2 separate regions of the Capra hircus genome follow, and region 2 is linked to region 1. Evidence: chromatin contacts called from public Hi-C data. All regions are on one chromosome and are shown on one strand. Each heading gives the region's core, a stretch centred on a gene start, on an enhancer-like site or on the middle of the called end of the contact. The rest is flanking DNA. Distances are from core to core; before and after follow the strand shown. Region 1 overlaps CMSS1 (protein CMSS1). Region 2 has its middle 17 kb from the start of TBC1D23.

What was found. A called contact is a pair of places that touch in the nucleus more often than the background predicts.
Region 2: a Hi-C map of liver shows a contact between it and region 1, with 4 times the contacts expected there. The contact joins two enhancer-like sites. A contact is called at or near these places in 2 of 5 Hi-C or Micro-C datasets (blood and liver).

Annotation. Positions count from the first base shown.
Region 1 is chr1:43,894,594-43,899,742 of ARS1.2, forward strand. All of the region lies in intron 1 of CMSS1 (protein CMSS1), which reads left to right. Among named protein-coding and RNA genes, the nearest start is that of CMSS1, 17 kb to the left of the region's middle. Within about 2 kb of position 1,663, at least 1 of the 5 cell types and tissues checked has an H3K27ac peak or open chromatin away from gene starts, as enhancers often do.
Region 2 is chr1:44,336,058-44,341,019 of ARS1.2, forward strand. No RefSeq gene overlaps it. Among named protein-coding and RNA genes, the nearest start is that of TBC1D23, 17 kb to the right of the region's middle. Within about 2 kb of position 3,419, at least 2 of the 5 cell types and tissues checked have an H3K27ac peak or open chromatin away from gene starts, as enhancers often do.

The sequences.
Region 1 (5,149 bases), core at 413-2,912:
TACACTGTAATCACATGAAAATATTATGCTGTCTTTAAATAATGATGCTCTTGAAGATATAGAAAACTGTTTACTGGAAATGTTAAAAGCAGGATTTAAAACTGTATACATGCTTTAACTGTGTATATTTGAGGAGAAAATACACCAGTGGGGAGATCAAACTAGCCAATCCTAAAGGAAATCAACCCTGAATATTCACTGGGAGGACTGATGGCTGAAGCTGAAGCTCCAGTACTTTGGCCACCTGATGCGAAGAGCCAACTCATTGGAAAAAGACACTGATGCTGGGAAAAATTGAGGGCAATAGGAGAAGGGGACGACACAGGATGAGATGGTTTGATGGCATCACAGACTCAATGGACATTAGTCTGAGCAAACTCCAGGAGATAGGGAAGGACAGGAAAGCCTGGCAAGCTTCGGTCCCTGGGGTCGCAAAGAGTGAGACACAACTTAGTGATTGAACAACAACAAATCAGTGGTTAACTCTGGTTAGTGGAGTTATAGTGTTTTCCATTTTTCTTATATCTTCTCTGTACACTACATTTTCTGTAATTAAGAAGTATATAGTTTAAAAAAAAACACACACTAAGTTATATTAAAGGATAAAAAGGAAATAAATACTGAAGAGATCAGGACAGTTCTGTGAACATCAACATATTGTGCAAACCATGAGTAAGTCGGCTGACCTTATAACCACAGCATTAATAATAGCCTCTACAAAATAGGTTTCAGTGATGTCCTTTACCTTTGTCAAGAATTAGATCGGTTGTCCTGTTTAGTGTACAAAAATCTGTGTTGGGATTCTACTTTAATTGTGGATTCTTGGGCCTTACCTCTGGAAACTGTAATTCATTTAAATGTCTATGGATACACCCAGGAATCTGCATTTTAAATAAACTCTCAAGGTGATTTATCTGATGCAGGGTGGTCAGCCTGACATACTTTGATAAACACTGCCATAGTTGAATCTCATTTAGATAATAAGCTTTAAGGTTTCTTTCTACCTAGAACTCTTGTCTGCTTGGGTGTGGGAGGTTTAGTACTGTAGAAGCTAGTGTTTCGTGGCCCAGTGGTCCTAGATGCTCATCAGAACCACCTGTGGGGCTTTTAAAGCACTGCAGATGCGCAGATCCCATCTCAAAATCTCCCGACTCAGATTGTCTAGGAATGTGGAATGAGCAGGTTAGTCAGAACTGAAATCTGTCCAATAAACTAATTGGTATTGAAGACAGTATTTATGGGTCTTGTTTCTGGTGAGCTATACTGATACATGTTTGTAAAGACAACATGGCTTGGAATAGTCATTGGTAGGGTCAGCTGCCTGAAAGTTACTGGGTTCCCATTGTTTCTACACCATTGATTCTGCAAGTTAATTTTGGTTTTCTTGATAACTCTTGATCTCACTTCATAGTTTTTACCTTTAGATGGCAGCAGAGGCTAGTTATATTATTAGGACAACTCTAAATTTCATTCCCAAATCTTAAAGAAAAAAGCTATGTTTTTTTTGTTTGTATGAATTTTATACTTGGACATGTTTCAGTAAATGAGGTAGAGAGCTTTAAAATGTGTCATCTCTTGGATCATTTTTATAGAACACTGTGTCAAATAGCTCCAAGAAAGCTTTATCCGAATTTGGAGAGCATATTGAAGGAGGAATCGATGCATATGGCTCTTTTAAGACCACACAGTGATTAAGAATTGGAGGTTCCTGGGTTTCATCAGAAAGCAGATGTCTTGGAGGAGATTAAGCAAGTTGGAAAGCTCATTCATAGAAGAAAAGTTTGTGGGTTTTTTTTTTTTTTTTTAATGTTTAACTCAGTTTAACATGGAGATTGGGGTTTGGAATGGATTACAAGTTTAAAAGATGCTGAGTTCAGTGAGGCAGAGGCCTCACTTATATTTAGGTAACAGTAGAAAGAAAAGGAGAATTCATTAAGTTCTTAAAATGTTAGCTTGTTTAGCCTGTAGGTTCTTAAAAGAAACCGAGCTATCTATATGATTATGATTACAGCAAGTCATTAGATAGCAGTGAGCCTTAATGACCAAAAGAAGTACTGAAAGGGAAAATGTTTTATTCAAAATCTCAGTTCTGCAATCCAATTTCTACTTGATCCTTGTCCTCCTTCACACTATACTGGAGGGCAAACACTGGAACAAAATTAGTTTCCTTGTATGAGGAAACTATCAGATCCTAGTTACACAGCTGGAATCAGAATGTTTCCTTTTCTCTAAATGAAATTAATTGTGTAAGTACTTTGAACTTTTTGGAGATGTATTGGCAACATATTGTGTAAGAAAGCTGTGTTCCCTCAGGAGTGTTCTTGACTCCAGGGACTGCAGGGCCCTCACTACACCTTTAACTCTAGAGGTTGAAAGGCTCAGGACTTCCAGAGACCTTGAGTGGTTTTCATCTGTGGTCACTGGGGTAGGCAAGGGAGGGGCGGAGTCAGGGCTGCCTGACTCGCTTAGGGACCCAGCTATGGAATGCTTTGGTCAAGGCCCTGGTGTTATCAGAATGACAGTGTTTTGTATTTTTGTTTTTATCTCTGTTTATGGGAAAGTACATAAGTAATGATGATGGATATGGTGATGAAAAGAAGGAAATGCTAAAATGAGAAAAAATGTCTTTGGAATATAATTGCCTTTTGTCTTTTGTATTGTTTGGTAAATCACTGCTAATTTTTTTTTTTTTTAAAGGAAACAGCAGATAATGAATCTGGCAGATAGCCCAGAATTTCATATGCTGCTTTGGCGTTTTTCTCTTGATTTTCTCAGAACTTCCTCATTATACAATAAAACTTTGTCACTAAAATTTTAGTTTTATATGGCAAACGGTCCTTCAAAAGGAAACTCTGTAGTTTCATTAGCTCATTCCCACTAATGTCTTGTGAGAGAACGTTTGGATTTAAATAGAACTGCAGTGCTGTGATTTATATTTAAGAGTTGTCCAGTTTCTGAGGTGAAGGCTAGAGGAAATTGATGCCTTCATTTTATAATGTAACATGGTTTGTGGTTGTACCTAGTCACCTCCCAATCTTTCTGTGGTAATTACACCATGGGTAGTCCAAGAATAAGCATTGAAGTACAGTTTTCAAAAATCCTTCCTAACCTAGTTACTTCCATTTTTGTGTTCAGACACATAGCATCCCATTTAGAAACAGAATGTTCAGATATACTAACCTTGAACTGTTTTGTTTATCCCCTTTCTTTTTATTCATCTGTCAGGTTTTTCAGCTCAGCTTTTTTCTTTTTCTTCTATTTTGGTACCCACTCCTGTCTTTCTCCTTCCCTTACATACACCCAAGTAACTTTTAAAAATCATTCTCCAGCTTATATTTTACAACAGCCCTGGGTTAGTGACTAGAGCACTGGGTGTGGAGCCGGGTAGACCTGGGTGGGTCTCGATTCTGGTTCTGGCACCACTATCTGTGTGCTCTTGACCAAGCCAGTCAGCCTGTGGCCGACCTTAGTTTCCTCATCTTGTAACCCTTAGGATTAGACTGCCTACTTGCAAGTTCCTTAGCGGGTAGAGATACTGTGTAGGAAAGTCCCTGGCGCATCCAAAGTGCTAGTTGTTACTAATGTCAACATTATTATCTTTACTTTTTTCTTTTCTTTTTTACTTGTACTTTTTCTTTCTTTTTGTTCTTCAGGTACTCATTTCTTGATCATAACGATAACTTGTCTTCTTTGGTTATTTTACATTTCTTGTTTTTCTGCTTTATCTCTTGCTCTCCCATCTCTCCAGTTAATTCTTGGAAACATATTGCTAAGCATAGCAGTTGCAGCAGCTGACCAGGTAGTGCCAGGTACTGAGCTGTGTTTCTAACCACCCCTGGCCCAGAAAACCTTCACACATCCTTTTCTGCCCTCATCCTACTTAGTCTATTCATTGTCTTTCTTTTTTAGAGTTTATTTGAAAACATATTCTGTCCTGTCTTTTAATTGTTCAAAAATGAAGCATTTATACCATCTATAAAGTCTTTTGACCCTGACATTCAGTGATTCTATGAAAACAACAAGTGCAAGTCAACTGTGGCCCCCAGGTGTGTTGTTAGACCTGTGCACTTTTGCTGAGCTCCTGTTACCAGCAATATTTAAGTCCTGGATAATGTAGTACAGTGGTTCTTAATGTTTATAAACCCAAGAATGAGCCAGGCAGCTTGTTAAGATGCACATTCTTGCACTGGATTTCACAGGTCTGGGGATGTGGAAATCTGTGGAGGTCTTGGTAATTCTGATAAATGCGATCATTTTGAGAAACATTAATATGAGAGTTTCAAAAAATAAATGACAGCTTATTCTTACTCAAGAGATTATAGGATTATAGTGTAAGAGGGGTGACAAAAGACTAGAATGAGGCAAAATTAAGTGCTATAATAAAAGTACAAACAGAAATGATTTGGAAACTCAGGAAAATCGAGAAAAATAAAGAATTTTCTGGAGGAATCGACACTTGAGGTAGGAGTAAGATTTCAGTAAAGGAACAAAGAGAGAAGAGCATTATTGTCCAAGGAACAGCATGAGCAAAGGCCTGGCGCTAGAAGGCCTGTGGTGTGTGAGGAGATGGCCAGTCCAGTGTCCTGCTGAGGGCGCCCATTACGTCCAGAGTTTCAAAGGGAGAGGAGGTGACAGGTGGAGGCCTGACTGAAAGTCTGGATTTGTGCTACTCAGTAATGTAAATGCCAAATAAGTGTGCTTTTGAGGCGAGGGACTGGAGAATTGCCATGGTCAGGACAGGGTTGTAGAAAGATCACCAGCAACACAAGTGAAGGTTGTATTAGAGGTGTGGTGTTAAATCCAATAGTTTAACTATTTTACAGTAGCATCTGTTCTGAAGTCTGGTTTTGGGGTGTACCAGCACAGATAAGGAGAAGGCAATGGCACCCCACTGCAGTACTCTTGCCTGGAAAATCCCATGGATGGAGGAGCCTGGTGGGCTGCAGTCCATGGCATCGCTATGAGTTGAACACGACTGAGTGACTTCACTTTCACTTTTCACTTTCATGCATTGGAGAAGGAAATGGCAACCCACTCCAGTATTCTTGCATAGAGAATCCCGTGGTCAGAGGAGCCTGGTGGGCTGCTGTCCATAGGGTCACACAGAGACTGAAGCGACTTAGCATGCATGCGTGCACTGTAGAAGGAA
Region 2 (4,962 bases), core at 2,169-4,668, 440 kb after region 1:
TAGAAATGGAAAACCTGAAACCCACGACACTGAAGTAAGCTGACCGTGCTTACACTCCTGGGCTGTACCAAAGGTGGATTAGAACCTTGCTCCAGATCGTTTCCAAGCTTGGTGCTCTTTACCCCCGGGGGAATGTTAAGCAGAATGAAGAGTGGCAACAAAAAGTCCTAAAAGAAGTCACAGTTGGGGATCTGCCAAGCTTTGTAGAATTAGCATAAAGCAGAAAAGTAAAACATCATAGTTGAAAACAGCTTCACCCTTAACATAGTACATATTGTGTAAACAAGAGGAGAATTAAAAATTATTCTAAATATTTGTATTCATTTTAGCAATTCCTTTCATGTATGTTTAGGAAAATTGTAATGTTAATGTGAGGTGTTTCCAGATGTTACTTCACTGTCAGTGGATCACCCCAGAGTCAAGTAATTTCTACATCCTAGCGAAATAGTACTGGAGAAGGCGATGGCACCCCACTCCAGTACTCTTGCCTGGAAAATCCCATGGACGGAGGAGCCTGGTAGGCTGCAGTCCATGGGGTCGCTAAGAGTTGGACACGACTGAGCGACTTCACTTTCACTTTTCAGTTTCATGCATTGGAGAAGGCAATGGCAACCCACTCCAGTACTCTTGCCTGGAAAATCCCATGGACGGAGGAGCCTGGTAGGCTGCAGTCCATGGGGTCGCTGAGGGTCGGACACGACTGAGCGACTTCACTTTCACTTTTCAGTTTCATGCATTGGAGAAGGCAATGGCACCCCACTCCAGTGTTCTTGCCTGGAGAATCCCAGGGACAGGGGAGCCTGATGGGAGGCTGTCTATGGGGTGGCACAGAGTCGGACACGACTGAAGCGACTTAGCAGCAGCGGCAAAACAGTACAATCCCCTTTTGAAATCATACTATTATTAGTTTCTTTTAAAAAAAAAGAAACCACAAACAAGGTAAGTTACAAATAACAGTTTCTTTACTGAAACCTGCTTGATCATTCTTTTCTCTTTCCCTCTTTTTTCTCTTGAACTTTGAAATAATAAAATGCAAAAACAATTTCATAGTCATTAAATGAAATTTGAGAAATACAGAAATGTATACAGATGAGTTTGAGTCTGAGTGAACTCTGGGAGATGGTGATGGACAGGGAGGCCTGGCGTGCGATTCATGGGGTCGCAAAGAGTCGGACACGACTGAGCGATTGAACTGAACTGATACAGATGACAGTGAAAGCTACCCATAACACCACTGCTATTAGCATTTGGCTTTAGCTCTTCATAGTCCACCAGTGTGCACACATATGTACCCTCACTTCCTTACTCTGACTCTAACACCATGCTACATTGGGAAGTCATGACTATAATTCACCCAGGACATTCATGCAAGTTCAAGATCCTTTATATTGAGGGTGAAGTCACTGAAATCTACCTATTACTCCCAAGATGAATTAACAATATGAAACTTCTTAAATCTCAGATCTCACAGGTTTGGATGCCAAACTTAGGTCCTCTACGTTTATTTTGTTGCTATACCCTTGGATTGGAGAAGGAAATGGCAACCCACTCCAGTATTCTTGCTTAGGAAATCTCATGGACAGAGGGAACCTGGCAGCCTGCAGTCGAGTTCAGTTCAGTTGCTCAGTCGTGTCCAACTCTTTAAGACCCCATGAGCCATAGCACACCAGGCCTCCCTGTCCATCACCATCTCCTGGAGCTCACCCAAACCCATGTCCATCAAGTCGGTGATGCCATCCAGCCATCTCATCCTCTGTCATCCCCTTCTCCTCCTGCCCTCAATCTTTCCCAGCATCAGGATCTTTTCCAATGAGTCAGCTCTTTGCATGAGGTGGCCCAAGTATTGGAGTTTCAGCTTTAACCTCAGTCCTTCCAGTGAACACCCGGGACTGATCTCCTTTAGGATGGACTGGTTGGATCTCCTGGCAGTCCAAGGGACTCTCAAGAGTCTTCTCCAACACCACAGTTGAAAAGCTTCAATTTTTCAGTGCTCAGCTTTCTTTATAGTCCAACTCTCACATCCATACACGACTACTGGAAAAACCATAGCCTTGACTAGATGGATCTTTGCTGCCAAAGTAGTCTCTGTTTTTTAATATGCTGTCTAGGTTGGTCATAACTTTCCTTCAAAGGAATACGCATCTTTTAATTTCATGGCTGCAGTCACCATCTGCAGTGATTTTGGGGCCCCCAAAAATAAAGTCAGCCACTGTTTCCACTGTTTCTCCATCTATTTGCCATGAAGCGATGGGACCGGATGTCATGATCTTCGTTTTCTGAATGTTGAGATTTAAGCCAACTTTTTCACTCTCCTCTTTCACTTTTATCGAGAGGCTCTTTAGTTCCTCTTCACTTTCGGCCATATGGGTGGTGTCATCTGCATATCTGAGGTTATTGATATTTCTCCCGGCAATCTTGATTCCAGCTTGTGCTTCCTCCAGCCCAGTGTTTCTCATGATGTACTCTGCATATAAGTTAAATAAGCAGGGTGATTATATACAGCCTTGACGCACTCCTTTTCCTATTTGGAAACAGTCTGTTGTTTCTCAGAGAAGGCAATGGCAACCCACTCCAGTACTCTTGCCTGGAGAATCCCAGGGACGGGGGAGCCTGGTGGGCTGCCGTCTATGGGGTCGCACAGAGTCGGACACGACTGAAGTGACTTAGCAGCAGCAGCAGCAGCAGCTGTTGTTTCTACAGTCCATGGGGTTGCAAAGAGTTGGACATGATTGAGCAACTAACACTTTCACTTTTATCCTTGCACACTACTACTCTGGTCCTTGAGTGAAGAAGCATCTGAAAGATGTTTTAGGTGACTTTTGTCAGTGAAGAAAGCATCACCTTTGAGATAATATCCTGATCATGAAGCTCAAGGCCTGAATTCAAGCTGAGCCAGACTGCATACTTGAAATGAACCTGGACCAGAATGAACATCTTGGAAACATGAGAACAAACCAGCTGTGGGGAGCAAGGCTTCAAACAAAAGCCACGTCTGGGTCACCGTGTCCAGTGGCGACTCGTTGCAGGGAAGAATCCCATTTGCTTGAAGCTCGGTGCTGGGACAGCGAGTCTCTTTCCTAGAAGTTACTCGTGTAGTGGCACATGACAGGGAGAACTTGGCAAGGTAATAGCACACGCTTTTATGTCACACAAGCATGTGTGTGTAGCTAAGCCATGGGGAATAGTTTTCTCTACAACATTTAAAGATTTGAGATGATGAAAAGGAGAGGAATATGAAATCTGAAGTACATTAGTAAAAAGTATCTGGTAAAACACAACAGACATTCACAGATTCAAAAAGTCTTGGTGAAACGAGGCCCAAGAAGTCCTCATAAAATGCATTGTTTCCCAAGCTGCGCTTCGCCTGTCCTTGGATCTTTTCAGGGGCAGGAGCTTGACAGCCCACATGGGCCAAGCGTTCCCCATCGGAGTTACATGAGTGCCACCTAGTGTCACTTGTTCATGCTGAAGGGGGTTTGGCTACGGTTTAACTGAGCTCATCCGAGGGAAGGAGGGAACGAAAGCCCTGAGTGAAGAGGTGATTTAAGAGGCCCACATCTATCTGTTCAGTGGCCGAGCCAGGACTAGGACTCAGGCCCTTCTTCAGGTAGGACAGCTGGTGATAACCTCTGGAGTTTGGGAGTCAGGAGTTCTGGGAGTCAGGAGTCCAGGGAGCTGGACTGTGCTAAAGAATATTCTTCAGCATAAACCATAAACCTTCAGCATAAAGCATAAACCTTCCAGGGCCTCAGGTGCCCCATGCATTAAACTCCTAAAAGCATACTTGCTTGTTCTGAAAGTCTTTGAGACACATGAGTGACAGAGAACAGAATCTGAAAGTTAGTATAGGTCCCCAGAAGCATTTAGTCTGCTTGTGCATGAACACCTGCCCTACTCCAGCTGTTCAAGTGATCAAGCTATTTCCTACAAGCAAGTGCTAGGGTCCAAAGTGATCAGCCTTGATTCAGGGTGATGCTTCAGCCATCACCCTTTATGATGTCTGCCTTCAGCTTCTACCTTTGTGAACGAAGCAACTCAGACACCATCTAAGAGACAAGGGCCACTGCAACCACCCAGGCTTTGATTTCCAGAAGTCAGATGTTCTGCAGTTCTCCAAATAGAGTTTCTGTTTCAAGATTAATTTTGGCCAATGGTACTTAATGCTGATTGCACATTAGCATCACCCAAGGAACGTTCAGAACACCCTTGTGCTTGGGTCTGATCCTAAATCAGCAGAGTCAGAATCCCTGAGGATATATTCCCACACTTTAAAAAACTCCTTGGGCTTCCTTGGTGGCTCAGATGGTACAGAATCTGCCTGCAATGCAAGAGACACGTGTTCAGTTCCTTGCTCAGGAAGATCTCCTGGAGAAGGGAATGGCTACCCACTCCAGAATTCTTGCCTGGAGAATTCCATGGACAGAGACAGTCCACAGGGTGGTAAAGAGTCAAACACGACTGAAAAAACACTTTCCCTTTCACTTCGGGTTAGTCCACTGCTCAGAAGACTGACAATCACAGTGATGGGCTGGGCTTTCACTGCATAAGAGAGTAGAACAGGTGTAAATAGGAAGATGGGAGACAGAGAAGGTCATCTCCACCCAGGTCTCAAACAGAAGTTAATATTGATGCGTGCTGAAGTGCTCAATAAACAACCACAGAAAGAACTTGTCCAAAGAGAAATTGTAAACGATGCTGCAGGAACTAACAATCTACTAACAATTTCTGGGTTCTCTTGCTGCCCTTCATAGGAAATATCTAAGAAGAACCACAAGTACATTTAAAAGTAGGAGAAGCAGGCAGAGTAAATAATGCGGATCTACTTTTACGTGGATTTTACTTTATTATCCAAAAAATAATGTGGATCTTTTGAAAGAAGAAGAAAAGTTTCAAAACATGAATACTATGAAAGGAAGGCAGTCTCTGCCTTCCTTCTCTTTTCCCATTTTAAATTTCTTGTTT